Linked DNA regions of Rattus norvegicus: all the other regions are linked to region 1. Evidence: chromatin contacts called from public Hi-C data. All regions are on one chromosome and are shown on one strand. Each heading gives the region's core, a stretch centred on a gene start, on an enhancer-like site or on the middle of the called end of the contact. The rest is flanking DNA. Distances are from core to core; before and after follow the strand shown. Region 1 has its middle 210 kb from the start of Ncam1. Region 2 overlaps Ncam1 (neural cell adhesion molecule 1). Region 3 has its middle 59 kb from the start of Plet1.

Evidence for each region. A called contact is a pair of places that touch in the nucleus more often than the background predicts.
Region 2: a contact with region 1 is called in a Hi-C map of Schwann cells, with 6 times the contacts expected there. The contact joins two enhancer-like sites. A contact is called at or near these places in 2 of 12 Hi-C or Micro-C datasets (Schwann cells and frontal cortex).
Region 3: a Hi-C map of Schwann cells shows a contact between it and region 1, with 4 times the contacts expected there. The contact joins two enhancer-like sites. A contact is called at or near these places in 2 of 12 Hi-C or Micro-C datasets (the A7r5 cell line and Schwann cells).

What each region holds. Positions count from the first base shown.
Region 1 is chr8:59,267,203-59,269,902 of GRCr8, reverse strand. No RefSeq gene overlaps it. Among named protein-coding and RNA genes, the nearest start is that of Ncam1, 210 kb to the right of the region's middle. Within about 2 kb of position 1,387, at least 3 of the 93 cell types and tissues checked have an H3K27ac peak or open chromatin away from gene starts, as enhancers often do. A contact at or near this core is called in Schwann cells, where this site is marked.
Region 2 is chr8:58,878,841-58,881,729 of GRCr8, reverse strand. All of the region lies in intron 1 of Ncam1 (neural cell adhesion molecule 1), which reads left to right. Among named protein-coding and RNA genes, the nearest start is that of Ttc12, 140 kb to the right of the region's middle. Within about 2 kb of position 1,354, at least 44 of the 93 cell types and tissues checked have an H3K27ac peak or open chromatin away from gene starts, as enhancers often do. A contact at or near this core is called in Schwann cells, where this site is marked.
Region 3 is chr8:59,678,385-59,681,114 of GRCr8, reverse strand. No RefSeq gene overlaps it. Among named protein-coding and RNA genes, the nearest start is that of Plet1, 59 kb to the left of the region's middle. Within about 2 kb of position 1,479, at least 8 of the 93 cell types and tissues checked have an H3K27ac peak or open chromatin away from gene starts, as enhancers often do. A contact at or near this core is called in Schwann cells, where this site is marked.

The sequences.
Region 1 (2,700 bases), core at 138-2,637:
TGATGTGCTTGACCCCAGGGTGATTGGCAAAGCAGCTGCTGTCATTAGGATGAGGAATTCTGTCACGCAGCAAGGATAGAAACACCTACCTAAAGCTCCTCTCTGCCTGAAGTCTGCTTGGACTTGTACCCGGCTACGGCAAGCCACATGCTTCTTTGGAGTGCTGTCATTTGTCTTGGACAAATGATCTTTCTGAGCTTTAGGGCTGTTTAATCAGTGTGACCAGTGTGTAGAGTTACGTGTAAAGCACTGGCCACAAAGTTCAGTGCTGGTGAGGGGTCACCTATTAGCAATAAGTTGTCTCTCTCTGACTGGTCCCCACCAAATTTCCCATAGGCATTGCTTTAATTCTTTTGATACCTGTCATTCCCACAGACGAAAAAGAGCTCTAAAAAAGTAGAAGAATGTGGAAATTCCTTTTTCTACAGCTGATATAAAAGAGTCCTGAAATAAGAGGTCCAGTAGAGACCTTGCAGCCTTCAGAAGCTCCAACTTGACTCCATCTAAATTATCAACAGCCACCATGCTCCCTCCGGCTTTAGATCACTATAATGCTTAGTCAGCACTTTATTAAGCACTGTAGAAAGAGATGCACAGAAATTATGGCTAGAAGCAATGATCCCTCCCCCCTCAAGAGCATTATGATGAATGGTTTTATAGAGCAACACAAGCGAGGCACAGGTCAACCATCTCCATCAAAGGAGGGTACTTGGGAAATAGCTGTACTGATCATAAGGCAAGTTATAAGCCAAAGTTGGAGGGGGGAAAGGAGCTTCTAATTAGATGATAAAGAAGCAAGGGTTTAAAGCACATTGCCTTCCTGTGGGTTCAGGGAGTTGCTCAGGAGTGGGGATACTTGTGCAATGAAAATCTCAAGCCAAGGGCACAGGCAGTAGAGGTTCTCCAACCAGCTAAGGATGGCTGAGGTAATTTGCATAGGAATATTCTAATGTAGGAGCTTTAACTGGCTGAACTTTGGAAATACCAGGGAAGCTGAAAAACCCCCTGATCGAGGTGTGGTCTTTTCCACAGAGTCTGGGCTTTTTGGTGCAGCCAAGTAATAAAGAATTCTTGCAGCTGCCATGATTCTGACTCAGGGAACCACTTCCCTACATGGTAAAGAGAACGGAGTCAGATCAGGAAGTCGACAAGCTTTTGCTTGGTCCATTGAAAAAGATCTGGCAGTGTAAAGTCAAAGGTGAAGGATGTCCTGAGTGATCCATGCTTCCCTAGTGTCTAAGTTCAACCTTAGGATGAACTAAGCTTAGGCATCCTTCCAGTGCCTTTTTTCCTGTTTCCTTGATGCCAGCCACCTCTCAACCCCATTACCCACGCATTCAATACCAGAAGGAAACTGTAGTGTCTTGGCCTGATAGAGCATCTATTGTGAGAAACGGGAGGGCAGGCTTTGCTGAGTGGGCGAGCCTCGCCTCTGCAGGCTATCTACACAAAGAGTTGTTTGGGAACTGCAAAATTCTGAATATAATGTGAGCTCCTTCATGCTGTTCGCATTGACCAATATCCTGACATATGGCCAGGGCAGAGAGAAGGGTGCAAGACTCAGGAAGAGTCTTGACTTACTGCTTCAAGCTCAAGGGAGCTCTGGAAACTTCTCTGACTCTAATTCATCTACAACTCTAATGACCAAACCTGATGAGCTGCTATCTGAGAAATCTAGGTCTATGTCTCGGTTCTGGTCCATTTTTCCTCAGCCAGGTATGTGAGGCTCTGCGTGCCTCTAAAACACAAGGGAGTTACTATTTTGAGGTGGCTGATTGGGTCATTCTTCTCACTGACTACCACTCACATGCTGGACATACTTAACCCTCCAACCATTTCTACAACATGATCCTGCCACACACTCATGAACAGAGTTGATCTGATAACAGTTCTTGACCTTAGTGGCCCGTCAGAGGTATTCCCTAAGAGTCAATTCTGAAGGAGTTTCACTCTATCCCCATAGCCGGATGGCTACAGGGGAGGTTGTCTTCTGCTGAAGGACCATGAGAGGAAGGAGGAGTCTCATGGACTGACTAGTAATAAATCTTTCCCCTGGCACCAGCACCTACTTCACATCCTGATATACCCTTGTCCTTGAGCTCTACTGTACAATTATAACTTCAGAATCACAAACTCCCATTTAAAAATGTGAGCTGCCTTGAGTTCATTTTTGTTATTTGGGATCTGGCAATGACAAAAACATTTATATAGTGTTTACTTTTGTGTGATTTTTTAAAGATCTCTTTATATATTTAATTTATTTAATGGGGGGGGTGGTGGTGATGTGAGAGGGCTTATTGGTGTAACACAGGCTGTCCTGGAACTCACTTTGTAGGCCATGTTAACCTTAAACTTAGATATCTGCCTGCCTCTGCCTCCTGACTGCTGGGAATGGCACATTCATGTGTAGGTACCATTATGACCTCTAATTTATAGACAAAGGAATGATAGCATAGAAGGTTGAAACACCTAAAATTATATAGGTCAAATGATATAAAACAGCACAGCCCTGTGAATCCATAGTCAAATTCTACTCACAACTTACTTATGAAAGCTCCATCAAGGGCTAAGTTGCTTAGTTTGTCGTTTATAGCAATACGACCCATGGGGGAGATGTCCAAAGGGCCACAGTTCGGGAAAGGGCACCAGAAGCCAGTGTGGTCAGGGAGGCTTCTGGGGTGCAGAAGGACAGAGCTATCC
Region 2 (2,889 bases), core at 105-2,604, 390 kb after region 1:
ATATAAAGTGATGTCTGGACCTGCAGAACACAGCTCATGGCTGAACATACAGCTCTTGTAATAAAAGTTAAATTCCTCAGAGTGCTAGGCTTTCGATAGACCCTTCGTTTTCTGCAGACAAATGTATGTGTTTCAAAAGAACACCCTCCAAATGTAGACGTCTTCGTAAGAAACAGACATCCATTTTGCAGTGGGTGTTTGCTTCCAGTTGTTAACAATGCAGGAACAGTCAGTCAGTCACACAGGGGAGACAATGGTGATGTTGGCTGGGCCCATGTAGATAAGATCTAGAAAAGGCTTAGTAAGATTGTTGTGGGGTAAAGAGAAGCCAAGATCACTACCTTAAACAGGTCAACTGTGACTCAAAGGCTGGCTTAAACCCTACCCAATCAATTCAGAAAGATTCTTACTTTATTTTTTGTTTTTATACAGGTCTCATGTAGCTCAGGCTAACCTCAGACATATGTAACTGAGAATTACCCCTGCTTCTGTCTATAAGACCTGGGACTATAGGCATGAATCATCACAGCCAGACCAAAAAAGTTCCCATTGTATAATAAATGGTGCAGAAAGTGTGCTTGGCAAGTTCCAAGCCAGTAAGAGACTGTCTAGAAAAACAAAATGTATAGGACCTAGGAAACAACACTTAGGGCTATCCTTCCACCTCTACATGTACATGCACATACACATGCACAGAGGTGCACTCTCACCCTGCACACACATGTGTGCCCTTGCATGCATGAACACACACACACACACACACACACACACACACACACACACTTATTAAAATGACAACTTATCATCACATTTGGTCACTAGACAATTAAGACAGACTCACTCGGGCACCAGTGGGATTTGAATGCATGAGATTCAGTACCTTATTCAGTACCATATGAGCTAGAGAGTTCCCTGGTTGAGCCATTAGCTTGCTGCCAGATGCTCTGGGGTGGTAAAATGCTTGTTTCTGCGTCGCCTACTTGCACGTCCAGGCAAAGGCTTACAACTTTGTATGTCTGCATCCGCCACCCAGCTTCTTGTATCTGCTCTTCCTATCCCCACGAGTGCCAGTCTGCCCGAGTTCTTTTCCCTGCCTTGTTAAATGAAGACGATGCCATCTTATTTACCCCAGCAGTGTTTCTGGTGTAGATAGACGTTAAGCTATGCAATAGTTTTTTTTAAATGAAATTTTAATTACTTTCTGCTATTCTGAGCTCATTGCAATCAGCAGCCATCTTGCTGGAAGATAAAACAAAACAAAGCCTGCTCATCGGGAGGAGCAAAGGCCTTTTGCAGAGTGGGGCACAGAAGCCCATTGTCAGCAGCAGCTGTGGACGCCTTCTCCAGGCACAGGCTCAACTGCCACAGGGTTCAGGTTTTCCACTGATGTTCCTCTTCCCTAATGAGGTCACCTCTCAGCACAGTAGGGGAATGACTCTGCTAATGGGAGACTCAGAAATGCATGTTGCAATTACCACTCTTTGTTTCTAGCTCTCTCCCATAGTTTCCAAACAGCCCCGAGAGCTAGAAAGGGGGAGGGGGGGTTGCTTGCTCCTCTGCAAATATGGAACAGAGCTAGATAGGGAAGCTGCCTCTCTTATTGACTAGCCCCTGAATTCCAGCCTACGTGCTGTTATTTCTAGAACACCGAGGATGACAGCAACTCACTATCCACCGAAATGATTCTGGTCAGCAGTTCATGTGATGACCCTGCTGGCACAGCAACCAAAACTTTGTCAATGACAACTTCATATATTTCATTAGTCATTTGATCTACATGTATATACTTCGCCTTCGAAAGATTTAGATGGCCCATCTGTGGCATCCCTCTGGTACCGTCTTCTACAGAATAGACATAACACCACCATGTCAAGCCCACTGTTCAAAATGAGCAAAGTAAAATGCATAGAAATGCTTTGGAAAATGCATAATTCTCTAAGAAAACGGTGCCTGATGATGATAAGCAGCAAAATAGTTTGTGTGTGTGTGTGTGTGTGTGTGTGTGTGCGCACGCGCGCGCGCGCATAATACAGAAAGGGAAAACAAATGAATAAGAATATTCCCCTTCATGTTTCCCTTTCAAGGACTCTGAGAGGGGACACTCCAGACAGTGACTGGGGCTGGCACTGGGTCGATTCAGGATACAGGGGTGTGGCTCTCCCTTGCTATTGTAATCTCTGTTCTCTCTGAGGACTGGATTAGGATCCTCAGTTGCCATGACAACAAGCAGCTCTTAGCTGCACTGCTTTGGTTATTTTGTTTATTTGTTTGTTTGTTTGTTGAGCCTTTCTTTTTCCCTTTAATTTGTCAGAGAAAACTCTTATTTGGATTTTTCAATCATCTAAACTCCTGACTATTTCTTGGATCTAGTTGTAAACCACTAATTCCTCTTTCCCTAGATGTTTCCTCTCAGTGAGACAGGATGAAGGGTAGAATATGAAACAAGATCCTGTTTGAATGCCAGCCTGCAGTTGAGGAAGCAGGCATTCTTCCAAGGGAAAACATTAGCTGGAGTTTTGTCAGGGTGTGGAGGCTGATCCAAAGCTTTGATGTGCCTCTCTGTCTTGAATTTATGGGTACATAATCACCTAGGTGGCTGTGTGTGTCCAGCATCTCTGTGGACACATTCAGGTATGCTCAGACCTCACAGTAATGTTGAGAAGGTAGTGTTTCTGTCCTACGTTCAAGAAGGCATGTCAGTCTCAGAAAAGCTGTGCCTCCACATGGGCTTCCCCACCTCACTCTTGTGCATGAGGCCCCTCATTTTTCTCAGAGGGATAAAACAGAAACTATTTTACCTCCTGCTCTCTCACTATTGGCCAAAATTCTCATCATCCCAGCTCTTCCCTGATAGGACCATGTTAAGTCAAATAGGAGCATCACTTAATG
Region 3 (2,730 bases), core at 230-2,729, 410 kb before region 1:
AGTGAGGGGGCCTGCATGGGCAGGCTGATCTGAGGACAATGTTTGGGTATTGGGCCCTAGTGGGCTTCAGGGTGGGTAGGGTGGTTGTACTGGGATCGAGGCCCTAGGGCTAAGAGCTTACGCCTGCTAAAAGCTGGAGAAGTGCCACCCAGGCAAAGAAAGTGACAGGACAGAGCATACTGTGGTGGGAAGATGCCTGGCCTGTTCAGAGGAAGAGAGAAGGTCTTTGCACGGAGCTGGGCAGTGTGGAGAGAGGTGAGACCACAAGTAAGAGTAGCCATGCTGTTCCTAAACCTGGAGCTGAGGGGCTTGGGTCCCGCAGTGAATCCACAGGCCCCACAGAAAACGACTAAGACGACTCCATGTAAATGATTCTCCAGCTTAGGAGGCCTCGTGCTCTCACTGTCAGATTCTATGTCGCCTTTTAATAACATCTTCATGATGCTGGGTTTTCAGGGGTCACTGAAAGCCAGTATACTGGTTACATTTCTCACAAAACGCCAGACAAAAGCAACTTAAGGCTGAAGAAGGAATTCGTGGATAAAACACAGCAGCAAGAGCATGAAGCATGCGGTCTCATTGCATCTACAGAAAGAGAGAGCAGGGCGCTTGTGCTAGAAACCTGGAAAGTAAGTGTAGGAACAGAGGAGGCAGCCAGTGTCTAACTTACTTCCAGGGTTCGAGAAGCTCGGCAGGACTCACAAGCCACACACATCCCATTCCAACATGGCTGAGACTAAGAATGAAATGAAGCCATCCCTTCCAGTGTACACATTTTCTTCTTTTTTTCTAGTGGCTACTCAGTCTTTAGGACACAGATGTCTTAGAGTTGGCTTAACTAGGTAGGAGACCCATGTGAGTTTTGAGTCTGCTGGGCAGGTTGGTAAAAATCTTTCCTACTACAAGGGCAGAGCCGTGTGTGTGTGTGTGTGTGTGTGTGTGTGTGTGTGTGTGTGTGTGAAAAAGGTCATTCAGATCTACTACTCTATGGGTCACCACGCTGCCTTACTGTTGGGGATATCTGGGGAACATGTGACAGTATTAATTAATAGCTTCTTGGTTTCTGCTCTGGGGAATTCTGACATTTGCATTTTGGCTTAAAAGATCTTTGTCTGCCTTTCTTCGTGCCCCCAGAATGTCTCAGCTAAGGGCTAGCTTACCCAGATTTGTGAGTCCTGGTGGTTATGAGGTACCTGATGCCAGGTGTGTGGTCTTTAGGGGTTGATCTGGGCTAGGAAGGGCGAGGGGTATGCCTCTGGAAGGAACCCAGAAGAAGCTAGGCACAGGCACACACAACTGCACGTCCAGTTTGAGGTTTGCAGGGGCAGTACGAATGACCTGGATGGATCAGAAATATGTCTCCTTTTGCAGGAAGCTCCTACCAGGAGAGCCCCCTCCTTTCAGGGCCAGGGCCTCCTTGAGAGCGCGCCTCTAGATAGGCAGCCGGCAGGTGGCAGCAGCGACCCGTAAGCAGCCGAGTTGCAGCCCCAGCAGCGAGGACACAGGACCAAGGCTGGGATGGGCGCGGCTCCTCTCCTGGGCCCTGGACAAGGGGCCCTAGGGGCGAGGACGGTCTCTAGTGCAATCCAAGGCAGCCCGATGCGTCTTGAGGCTTGACTTGGGAGCTGGAGTTAGATCGATCAGCAGGGCATGACACACCCTGGTTTAGTCCTTATGATCTGGGGGAAGCAAGTCATGGGCTAGATAACTCTGAGCTTAGCCAGGATCCTCGTACACTGCTGCCTCAGTACGCTGTGGTGTGAAGAATTGTTTGGTGGGGGGAGGGTGGGGGATAGGAAAAAAGATTAAAAAGACGAGAAACCCCTGGAGATTTTTTTTTAAAATCAGAAATACTGCCCTTTCTTTAAGACTCCAGCAAAGAGACCCTTAGAGCTTAGATTTCTCAGGGTGAGTCAGTGGCTTAGTCAAGCCATTCTAGGCAAGAGAAAGGTTAGTATAGCTACTGCAGATGCTAATAGGATGGACGGCCCTTTAATTGGTCCCTGGCAGGCGAACTGGAGACCAGCACATTGCCTGGGAGGGTCAGGACCCTTTTTATTAAAAAGCTGGTTGCCCTGGAGGAGCCGCTACCCAATCTGCGAAGGTTTGAGGGGGATTGGTGAGCTCTGAGGACAGTGTGGGCCGTTTGATGCTTTTGCTTTAATCTCATTATTTTGTGAAGAAGGCAGCCCCTGTTCTCATACTTCGATAACTTACCGACTTGTTCTCCACTCTCTCTTTTCTGGGATTAGGGAAATGGTGTGGTAGGCTCTGAAGAACTTTGTCAGAAATTGATTCCTCCCTGCCATTCATTGTAGTAATTTTGAAAAAAATAATTTTTTTCTCAGACTCATTTGTAAAATTGGAAACAAATGTTACCTACTGGGATGGTTCTTGTCTGCTACCTGTTCCAATGTCAGGCCTGAGTGTTACCTTAGCTACTGTGGAGAGCTGTCCCTGCAGTCTGAGGGAGATGTGCTACGGATGACACTGGACAAGACAAACATGGACCGTCATGAACCTGGCATCAGGTGGATCTGCCCGCAGGTGTGGAAGGGGCCACACTGATCACCAGTAATTCTGCTGTCCCTTGATAGCAAGCTTCAGGAATCTTTACAAAGAAGGTAGTATCTTACTTAGGGTTTTCATTGCTGTGAAATCCTACCGTGACCAAGGCAACTCTTATATAAAGGATAGCATTTAATTGGGGCCGGCTTACAGGTTCAGAGG